Regions from separate parts of the Gossypium hirsutum genome. Here all the other regions are linked to region 2. The links are chromatin contacts, called in public Hi-C maps. All regions are on one chromosome and are shown on one strand. The core of a region is the stretch at or near the end of the contact, and the rest is flanking DNA. Distances in the headings are between cores, read along the strand shown. Region 1 holds the start of LOC107896614 (chitinase-like protein 2). Region 2 holds the start of LOC107896622 (outer envelope pore protein 16-2, chloroplastic). Region 3 holds the start of LOC107896615 (calmodulin-binding transcription activator 5).

Region 1 (2,700 bases), core at 96-2,595, 200 kb before region 2:
AACAGTGAAGGGTTCTTGTTCTTCACAGGTGAGCATATCATGAGGACCAGCTTCTTCTCGGCCAACTCCCAAAAGGTCAAGGTAATAAAGGTAATGAGAGATCATATTGTTCATGGAATCACTATCACCTTGACCACAAACTTGGTCACCATAAAGAACATTCATGGTGGTTCCAAAACCTGGAACCCTCTTGGCCAAGGTGTCGTTCTTGGTTGGTTTCCAGTTGCCAACGAAAACGTCATGGGCTGAGGGTTGGTGTTTCTTCATCGGCGTCATCCACCTCCACATTGCTGTCTGGAAAGCCAAGGTTGCGTTGTCTTCTAAGTATTCTGGGTGGTTCAACAAGTCCACCTTCAAAGCCTCTCCAGTTTCCCCATAGTTGTAGTTCCAGTAGATAGGCAAGGCACCACGGCCATGATATGAGACTCCTGGTGTGCAAGGATAGGTGTATTTATAGTAATCATCGCAATATATTTTGCTAGGGCTCATTTCTTTGTTGTAGCAAAGACCCCAAGCCAATGGTCCCCCGGTAGCGACTCCATAGCCACCTGAAATTATTATAAACCAGAGCCATTGTTCAAGAACAACAAACAGTTAGATAAGCCACATTCGTTTAACATTGCTCTTGGATGATCAAAAGTAATATTAAACACTTTTAACTAAGCACATATTTACTTACATGAAGTTTTGCTGCCGACATGTCCAAGAAAAGCAGCGACTTCCTTCATATTCTGGAGCTTTTCCCCGGTGGTACCAAATCCATGAGGCTGATACTGAGCAGCAGCAGTAATGAAGGAATGGTAATCCCAGAACCCAACCGCATGTGCTACCGGCGTGTTACGCTTCGCAAAAAGGTCCTCAAACTGGTAAGTTTGGAAGTAATCAGAAATGGTATGGTTGCAACAATACTTTGACCACCCTTTACATTCCCACCCTTTGTCACACAGCTTCTTGCCCTTTACCATCTTCACCAATGGCTTCAACGATTCCTGGCAGTTGGCCAGTGCCACCAGCATTGCCGCCACTGAAAAAAGAACCAGCCATTTGGCTTCCATTATCAAAGATACGAAGCAAAATGTGGTGGTCGTGGTTTGGGTTTGGAGTGGAGAAACCAACACTGGGAGTTTATAGTAAAGATTCGGCGAATGTTTTTGAGTGCTGCAGTGAAAGTGTTAGAAAGTGAGGTTAGAACTGATTAGGGGAAGGGCGATTTTCAGGGTTGATGAATGATGGGCACTCACACTCACACTAGTGTCAAGTTTTGCTTGCGTTTTATGCTTCTTAGAGTGCAAGCAACGAAAAGCTTAAAGCAAAATGTTGATGTTCTATTCTTACTCTGCACACTTGGCTTGGCTTCTAGGATTCATCGGTTCGGTTTTAATCAGTTCTGGATGAGATAATTTTTATTTTTTTTTCAAAATATGAGCTTAATTCAAATCGCCATTTTTATCGTTTTAGATTATTGATTAATTTATTTTTAAAAAACAGTTTTATATAACATTTTAAAATTATTTTTAAATTTATGAACCGAAACCAAAATCAAACTAAATTTAATAAAATTGAATCAGACCCTGGAATTACTTTTCAATTTTTCCATTTCTTTCCTCAGCCCTAGACTGGCTTGGACCTGGACCACTTGGGGTTTTTTTGGGATTCATAATTCATTGTACTGAAACTTTTGCTTTTGGGCCAAATACTTCTCATGGGCTGGATGAAAACAGTGTTTGGTTACTCTCAACAGGGGATGATGTCATATTTGGTATCTATTCTTTTATAAAATGTTTCAATATGATATTTATATTTTGAAAATTTTTAATGAAATACTTGAACTATCAATTTATGTATTATTTGGTATTTTTATTTTCATAAAATGATTTGATATTATATACTTTAAAAATATTAAATGTGATGCATAAAATATCAATTTGTGCATTATTATAATACATAAAATTAACACCCTAAATAAATCATATCAAGCCAATTTCTTTTCGAGATTTCGAATGTTGAAATGTTAGAAGACTATGGAGGATTTGCAGTTCTCATTGTTAAAACAAATTTTCATCGATGTTGAACGCTGGTCTCAGTTCCATTTCATACGTTTTCGCACAACTTGGATTGAAGTTACTGGCGCTCCTTAGCACGCTTGGAACCTAGAGACGTTCAAAAGCGTTGCTATTTATTAGGGTGATTTTATTTCCATGGAGTCTAACTCGCTTAATATCGGCTAATCAGTTAAAACAAATTGAGGAACTCATTATTCTTGAATGTGGAGATGAACAATTTCCGAAGTTGGGGATTCACAGCCTTTGAATCTGGAGGTGGACGTGCTAAATTTTCATAAGGTCATTTTGATTTTGCTAAAGAAGATTCGTCTGGTGGTGAAAGGAGTTGAGAGGTTGAAGATACATTTAATGAAGAGGTGGGTAGTGAAAAACCCAATATGGCAGCTCGAGAGGTTCTAGGAAATCAAAGGAATTAGCAGAGAACTTAGACCCAACTATTGCTATTGCCTCGAGAAATGATTAGAACGAGGCTCTGGGCCTGATTTGTTGAAGGCAAGTTCACACTTTGGTCACGATCAAATGGTGGGTTGCGGAGCAGATTTGAAAGCTGTGAATTGGTCGGCTGAGGAGATTGTTGATACGAATTTAAATATGATTGAACCTAAGTGGACTTGGGTTGTCAGAAAGGGAACAATTC
Region 2 (2,921 bases), core at 1-2,500:
TCATGGTATTTCAGTGACCTCATCCTTGATGGTTCATTACTGAATTTTGTAGTGTGCTTATATTTATTTTAATTTTATAGCCCTAGATCTGGTGGGCTTGTTGACTATGATGATGACGATGAAGACTACAGACCACCTCCAAGGAAACAGACTGAAAACTCGGAGGATGATGAAGGAAGCATGGAGTCCCTTGGCTTGAAGCGTAAGTTGACTCCTAAGGAAAAGGAACCTGGGCTAGCTAAGAAGCAGCGTTTGGGTAAAAGCTCTAAACCAAGAGATAGTGTATTTGCGGCTTTGTGTTCAACCCTAAGCCAGGCAGTGCTGCCTAGTAAGAAAACCGCAAATGCCATGCATTTATCTACTCAATCAGGTGAGGAGAATCATATTGAAAAGGAATCTGGCAGTCCCAGAAGTTATGATAACAAAAGTCCAAACGAGGGCAACCTTAGAGGGAAAGAATCTCCTAGAAACTGTTCAGATTACCTGCATAGCCCTTCAGACAATAGACAATTAAGTGGAGAGGATCCCCGTCCGTTGCTACCATCAAAGTCATCACCTGAAATGGCTGTAAATGGATCATGAGTTGAATCCCAGAATCATTCGTTATACGCAGGGTAACTTGTTTCCTTCTTTGTTTTATTTTAGCTATAGGATGTGCTTGGTTGACTAAACAATCTTGGGCTACCAAAGGAAAAGTGAACTCACAAGAAAGAGCCGGATGCGAAGAAAGCTTGGAATTCTGAAATGTTCATCGGAGGGGAAGAACATGTATAGATCTACCAGGCCTGCCTGATGCTTTGCGCCGCTCCATCAACTAAAACATTGTCTGTTTTAACTTTTTCCCCTTTTTTCCTAAAGAGAAAAAAAGAACTTTTATTGTTCCATTTAGATTTGTGAACTAACTAATAGAATGGGGCAGTAATATTTCCCCTGCATAGTATTAGTACTGGCTTCCTTTTGTTCATTTTTGTGGTGAGTGTGCCTGTTATATACGTATAGATAGAGGAGATGAGAGGATCTAGGATGACAATGGGTGAGGAGGCAAAATTTTCCCGAACTGTAGCTGAAACCTCATTTATAAACCCACTTGTAAATTGTTATTACGCAAACTTCACCTTGTAATGGGGGGGGTGTTTCCGCATTAAATCCGCTAAACCCCCCAATTTACTTGTTTTACTGATTTGAAGAATTTTAATGGATTGGGCTTTTACTTTTGCACTTAATCGTTCTAAAATCTCAAGTTGTTACTAGAAAGTGTACCATGCATGGCACTGCAAATGGAAGAACACGCAACATTGGGCTTGGCCAGGTATACGGACTGAAAGATACGTGGCGAAGAATATGAAACAGAGCGTCCCGAGAATCGCCACGAAATCCGCCATATCTGGTTCCCCATGCAGGAGATACATAAGGTTTCATAAACACGTGTCCTATATCTTCTCAACTTGTCTCCTACAATCTCTTGTACAAATATCATAGCATTTTCACTTGTTCAATCTTCCGATTGATATCGGGTACACCATCTTCGACAGCCATTAGCATCTCTCCCTGAAGAAGTTTTAACGCGATAGATCAAGAAGCGTTACGTCAGAAAACCCAAGAAGAAACCATGAGTGGTAACTCGGAGGCGAAGTCTTTGTTTGATGAATTGCGCTTCGATAAGGGAGATTTCTTCGACCTGGGACACCCTCTTCTCAACTGGTCTGCTCAGAGCTTTGTCAAAACTGCTGGTGTATGTAATATTATTTCTCATCTTCAATATTTCGGTCCCTCTATTTCCCCAAACTAATATTTTGTGATGGGTGTGGGTGTGCAGATTGGAGCACTTCAAGCTATCGCCAGGGAGGCTTGTCATATAGCTTTTGAAGGCAAACGCAATTGCTTATGCTTTTTCATTTTGTTTTGGTGATGGGTTCTGTGATGTGGGGTTGTGGTTTTGGTGCAGGAACTGGACCCATTAAATCGACTGATATCACTGGTGTCAAGAATAAGAAGCAAGGCTTCCCTGGCCTCAGAGGTATGCATCAATGCATGCCATTCATGAATCCTTTTTCTTTTTAACACAAGCTTAGCATTAGAAAAGGGAGGTAAACAGGAACAGTCTTTGGTGTCTCGTGCAATATTATACATGCTTGTGGGTGATGGCTGATACATGAAGATCGATTCCTCCAGGCTCACCTTTAGCTAATTTCATTTTGTCGCTTACTCGGAAGGAGTTAATTGCTTTGTCTTTTTGGTTTTCTTCTTACAGATTTTTTGAGATGAGATTGAACCTTAAAATACTAAAAACTTCTTTGGCTTAATTATTTACTGAATTCGGAAGTGCAAATTAAGTTTAATTTCTCTTCCTTGTTGGATGATTTTCGCAGTTTCATATATTATTCATGTGTTAGTTTCACAGTTACTAATGAAAGTTGAAATTGATTTGATGTTTGATTGCAGGGGAAACCAGTCGAAATTCTCTTGAAGCAATGGTGAGTCCTTTCACAAGTACATAAAATTTCAAGTGAAAAGACAGTCAATGATGTATAGTGATTGAAACTAGCTAGTATGATGACTCTTCTACATAAGTAACCTCAATAGATCTTGTAATAAGTTGGTAAACTTTGTTGAGCTTTCATATGATTTGTGGCCGTACTCGAGGTATACATATACAGGTATTTTTTTCATAAATTTGTATCAATATTCTCCATCATGTGTTGGACATGAATATCATATTTCAAGTTGGCAAGTTGGGTGCACAAAGACGAAGGCCTTTTTTTATTAAAAAAAAAAAGGCAAAAAAGAAAGGAGGCTTACTTTTTACAATGTTGTACAGGTGAAGCACACTGGAAAAGAATCTCTACAGTGGGGTAAGTTTAGTTATTGTCTCTAATAGGTTATTAGTTTCATTTGGAGCAACAGTGATGAGTGAAACGCTC
Region 3 (2,700 bases), core at 55-2,554, 180 kb before region 2:
TTAAAAAATCATTTTAATATTTTTAAAATTTTCTTAACAATATTATAAAAAATTAAAATAAAAAATCTTGAACTAAAAATTATTAGAAAATCCATAAAATAGTTAAAAATCATATATTTTTAAATATAAAAATATTTAAATATGTATAGATTTAAAAAATTTTAAATTATCATTTCTTGTAATTTTTTATTATATAAAAAAAACTTAAAATCTTCAAACTAAATTCCATTTGTTTTACACTATTGATGAACAACTTGATGTTGTTTTACCCATAAATTGTTTTGCAAATTTTATTTTATTTTATTTCTCAAATCCTTAAAAGCCCTAGTAAAATAAATTTTAATGCAAGATTCAAATTTCACTATTAGATCGATTGTTGCTGTTCAAGTTTTCAAGAAACAAAATCTAGGCTTGCAACACTGTTTTTATTCTTAAGAATCATAAAATCTTTTATCATCAATGACCTATTTGCAAGATTTTCTTGATAATTATGAAAAGAAAAAAATTTAAAAAAGAAGAAGGCAAGAGAGAAGAGCAAAATGTTCTATTATACCATATGAGTTCTTTGGTAAGTTTCAATTTTTTGAAACTTTTTATTTTTCTTTTAATTTATAATATAAAGTACCCTATTTTTCTAAACCCATTATTTCTTTTATGTAACTTCAGTTACTAGATTGATTGGGTTTTTTTAATGACTTTTAGTTTTGAAATTTTGGAATTTTTAAATTTATAATGCAAAGTGCTCTTCTTCTTTTTCAAACCCACAATTTCTTCTTTCTAATTGCATGGTAAATAAAACATATATGAAGAGAGTGTACCAACAAAGCAAATGAAGAAACGAGTTAGATGGAAGTGAATAAGTATTTAATGTTTTCTATTTTTGAAAAAAATTAGTTGCAAAATTCTTGATTTTTCTTTGTTGCAATTAATTTTTTTTAAATAATTTTTATTTTTATTTTACAATTATTATTAAAAATTTTAAAAATATTAAAATGATTTTTTAATTATAGCTTAAGGACCAAATTAGCTATTAGCACTTTGAAGATGCAACGAGTGACAAAAATGTAACAAATTTATAATGGTAATGATTATTATGAATCTAAAATGAAAATTTAGGGATAATTGGTGTAGTTTCTTTTTTTTTATCCTACTTTGAAATGTGCAATGAGTAATGAGTAATGAGAAATGAGCATAGGGATTGAGAGCAGAATTGGAACTAAAAAGTAACAGAAAGGAGAAAAGCATTTCAGGAATGGAAACCACTCGTTTATGAGTAGACCCAGCGTAGAAATCAAAGGCATAGGTTCCGACAGCAAATGCTTGACCAAACTGTAGACTGTTATCTCCTCCACACAAAATTTAAAAATTCCTTTATTTCAGCAAATCACTTTTCGGAAAAGATAAAGGAGAGTCATCTCATAATTAATAAATTAATTTCGATTATTTATTTTAACACCAAAATTAATAATAATAATAATAATAATAATAAAACTTCCATTTTCCACGCTCCAAGAACACACCCTTCACTTTGCACAAGGTTTTGCTAGGTTTTAGGCTAAAGCTGTTTTCTATTTTCATATTTTATTATGATAACTTCGTTTTTATGCGTTTAATGTGATGAAATTAGCTTCTTTTTTACGGTGTAGAAAGTTAATTAAATCGAATATTCTTCTCTCGTAATCGGATTTTGGCGATGGACGGTAGTGGTTCGGGTCAACTCGCCGGCACTGAAATTCATGGATTTCATACATTGGAAGGTACCGTACACAGAATCTATCTTTTCTTTTATCTCATCTAATTCTGCTTTACTAATTTTCTCACTCTAGGAGTTTTGTAAAATATGTTAAACTTGACGTTTTAAATTTGTTTAATTACTTGTAAATTGCAAAGAATTCTGGCTTGTTAGCTTTTTGTAAGCAATTTTCTTACTTTTTGTTTCTAATTTGTTGAACAATAGAGGTTCTGTAAGAGTTATTTTGGCTCTTTGAGAGCTAGATAAGTAGTTTAAGCTTTGTATATGTCATAGTTATGTGACTCTCTCTTTTGCTAATTTTAGTTTCTATTGATAGATTTGGATGTTCGAACTATGATGGAAGAGGCAAAGTCAAGATGGTTACGTCCAAATGAAATTCATGCTATACTTTCCAACTACAAATACTTCCCCATCCATGTGAAGCCAGTGAACTTGCCCCAAAGTAACTACTCATAATACTCCATTTTTCATTACCCCATTTTTCATGTTTTCTCGGATTTCCATGAAGCAATAATCTATTCCATGTTTAATCACGACAATTCTGATTGAATAAAACAAATTCCTGAGCTTTTACCATTTTTTCAGTTCTTCTAAGTTTATAATAAGAGTTTATAAACAACTGGCTGTTTGAGATAAAATTTGGGCCCCGATTGATTAATGCATTTGTTTTCCGTTCATGTTTTATTATTTGCCTTTTGGCTTTCTGTACATTTTTTCTATTTTGCAAAAAAAAAAAAAAAAAAAGGCACAAAGAAAGTATGAAAATTTAAAGGGCATCAATCAAATGAACACTTATTTGATTCAGTATTTCATTAGGATTGCCAAAGTTATCCATGCTGCAATAGAATGTCTAAGTGTCATTACTTATGACTCTAGGAAATTTTAACTTTGCTTTCAAATTAACTGTGCTTTCTATACTTACATGTAATGAATAAGAAGGAAGTCTA

The links. A called contact is a pair of places that touch in the nucleus more often than the background predicts.
Region 1: a contact with region 2 is called in a Hi-C map of leaf, with 3 times the contacts expected there. The contact joins the promoter of LOC107896614 here to the promoter of LOC107896622 in region 2. A contact is called at or near these places in 2 of 34 Hi-C or Micro-C datasets (both in leaf).
Region 3: a Hi-C map of leaf shows a contact between it and region 2, with 2.4 times the contacts expected there. The contact joins the promoter of LOC107896615 here to the promoter of LOC107896622 in region 2. A contact is called at or near these places in 10 of 34 Hi-C or Micro-C datasets (callus, hypocotyl, leaf and 2 more).

The regions. Positions count from the first base shown.
Region 1 is chrA10:100,492,452-100,495,151 of Gossypium_hirsutum_v2.1, forward strand. It overlaps LOC107896614 (chitinase-like protein 2), which reads right to left and starts at 1,346. Exons shown (of 2, transcript XM_016821815.2): 1 at 680-1,346; 2 at 1-548. The coding sequence starts at 1,055.
Region 2 is chrA10:100,688,445-100,691,365 of Gossypium_hirsutum_v2.1, forward strand. It overlaps LOC107896622 (outer envelope pore protein 16-2, chloroplastic), which reads left to right and starts at 1,251. Exons shown (of 8, transcript XM_016821824.1): 1 at 1,251-1,412; 2 at 1,533-1,732; 3 at 1,817-1,868; 4 at 1,946-2,017; 5 at 2,443-2,474; 6 at 2,819-2,852. The coding sequence starts at 1,610. LOC107896621 (serine/threonine-protein phosphatase 4 regulatory subunit 3) reads left to right here. Exons shown (of 19, transcript XM_016821822.2): 18 at 1-5; 19 at 81-1,218. The coding sequence ends at 582.
Region 3 is chrA10:100,508,720-100,511,419 of Gossypium_hirsutum_v2.1, forward strand. LOC107896615 (calmodulin-binding transcription activator 5) reads left to right here and starts at 1,305. Exons shown (of 13, transcript XM_041079122.1): 1 at 1,305-1,757; 2 at 2,070-2,195. The coding sequence starts at 1,694.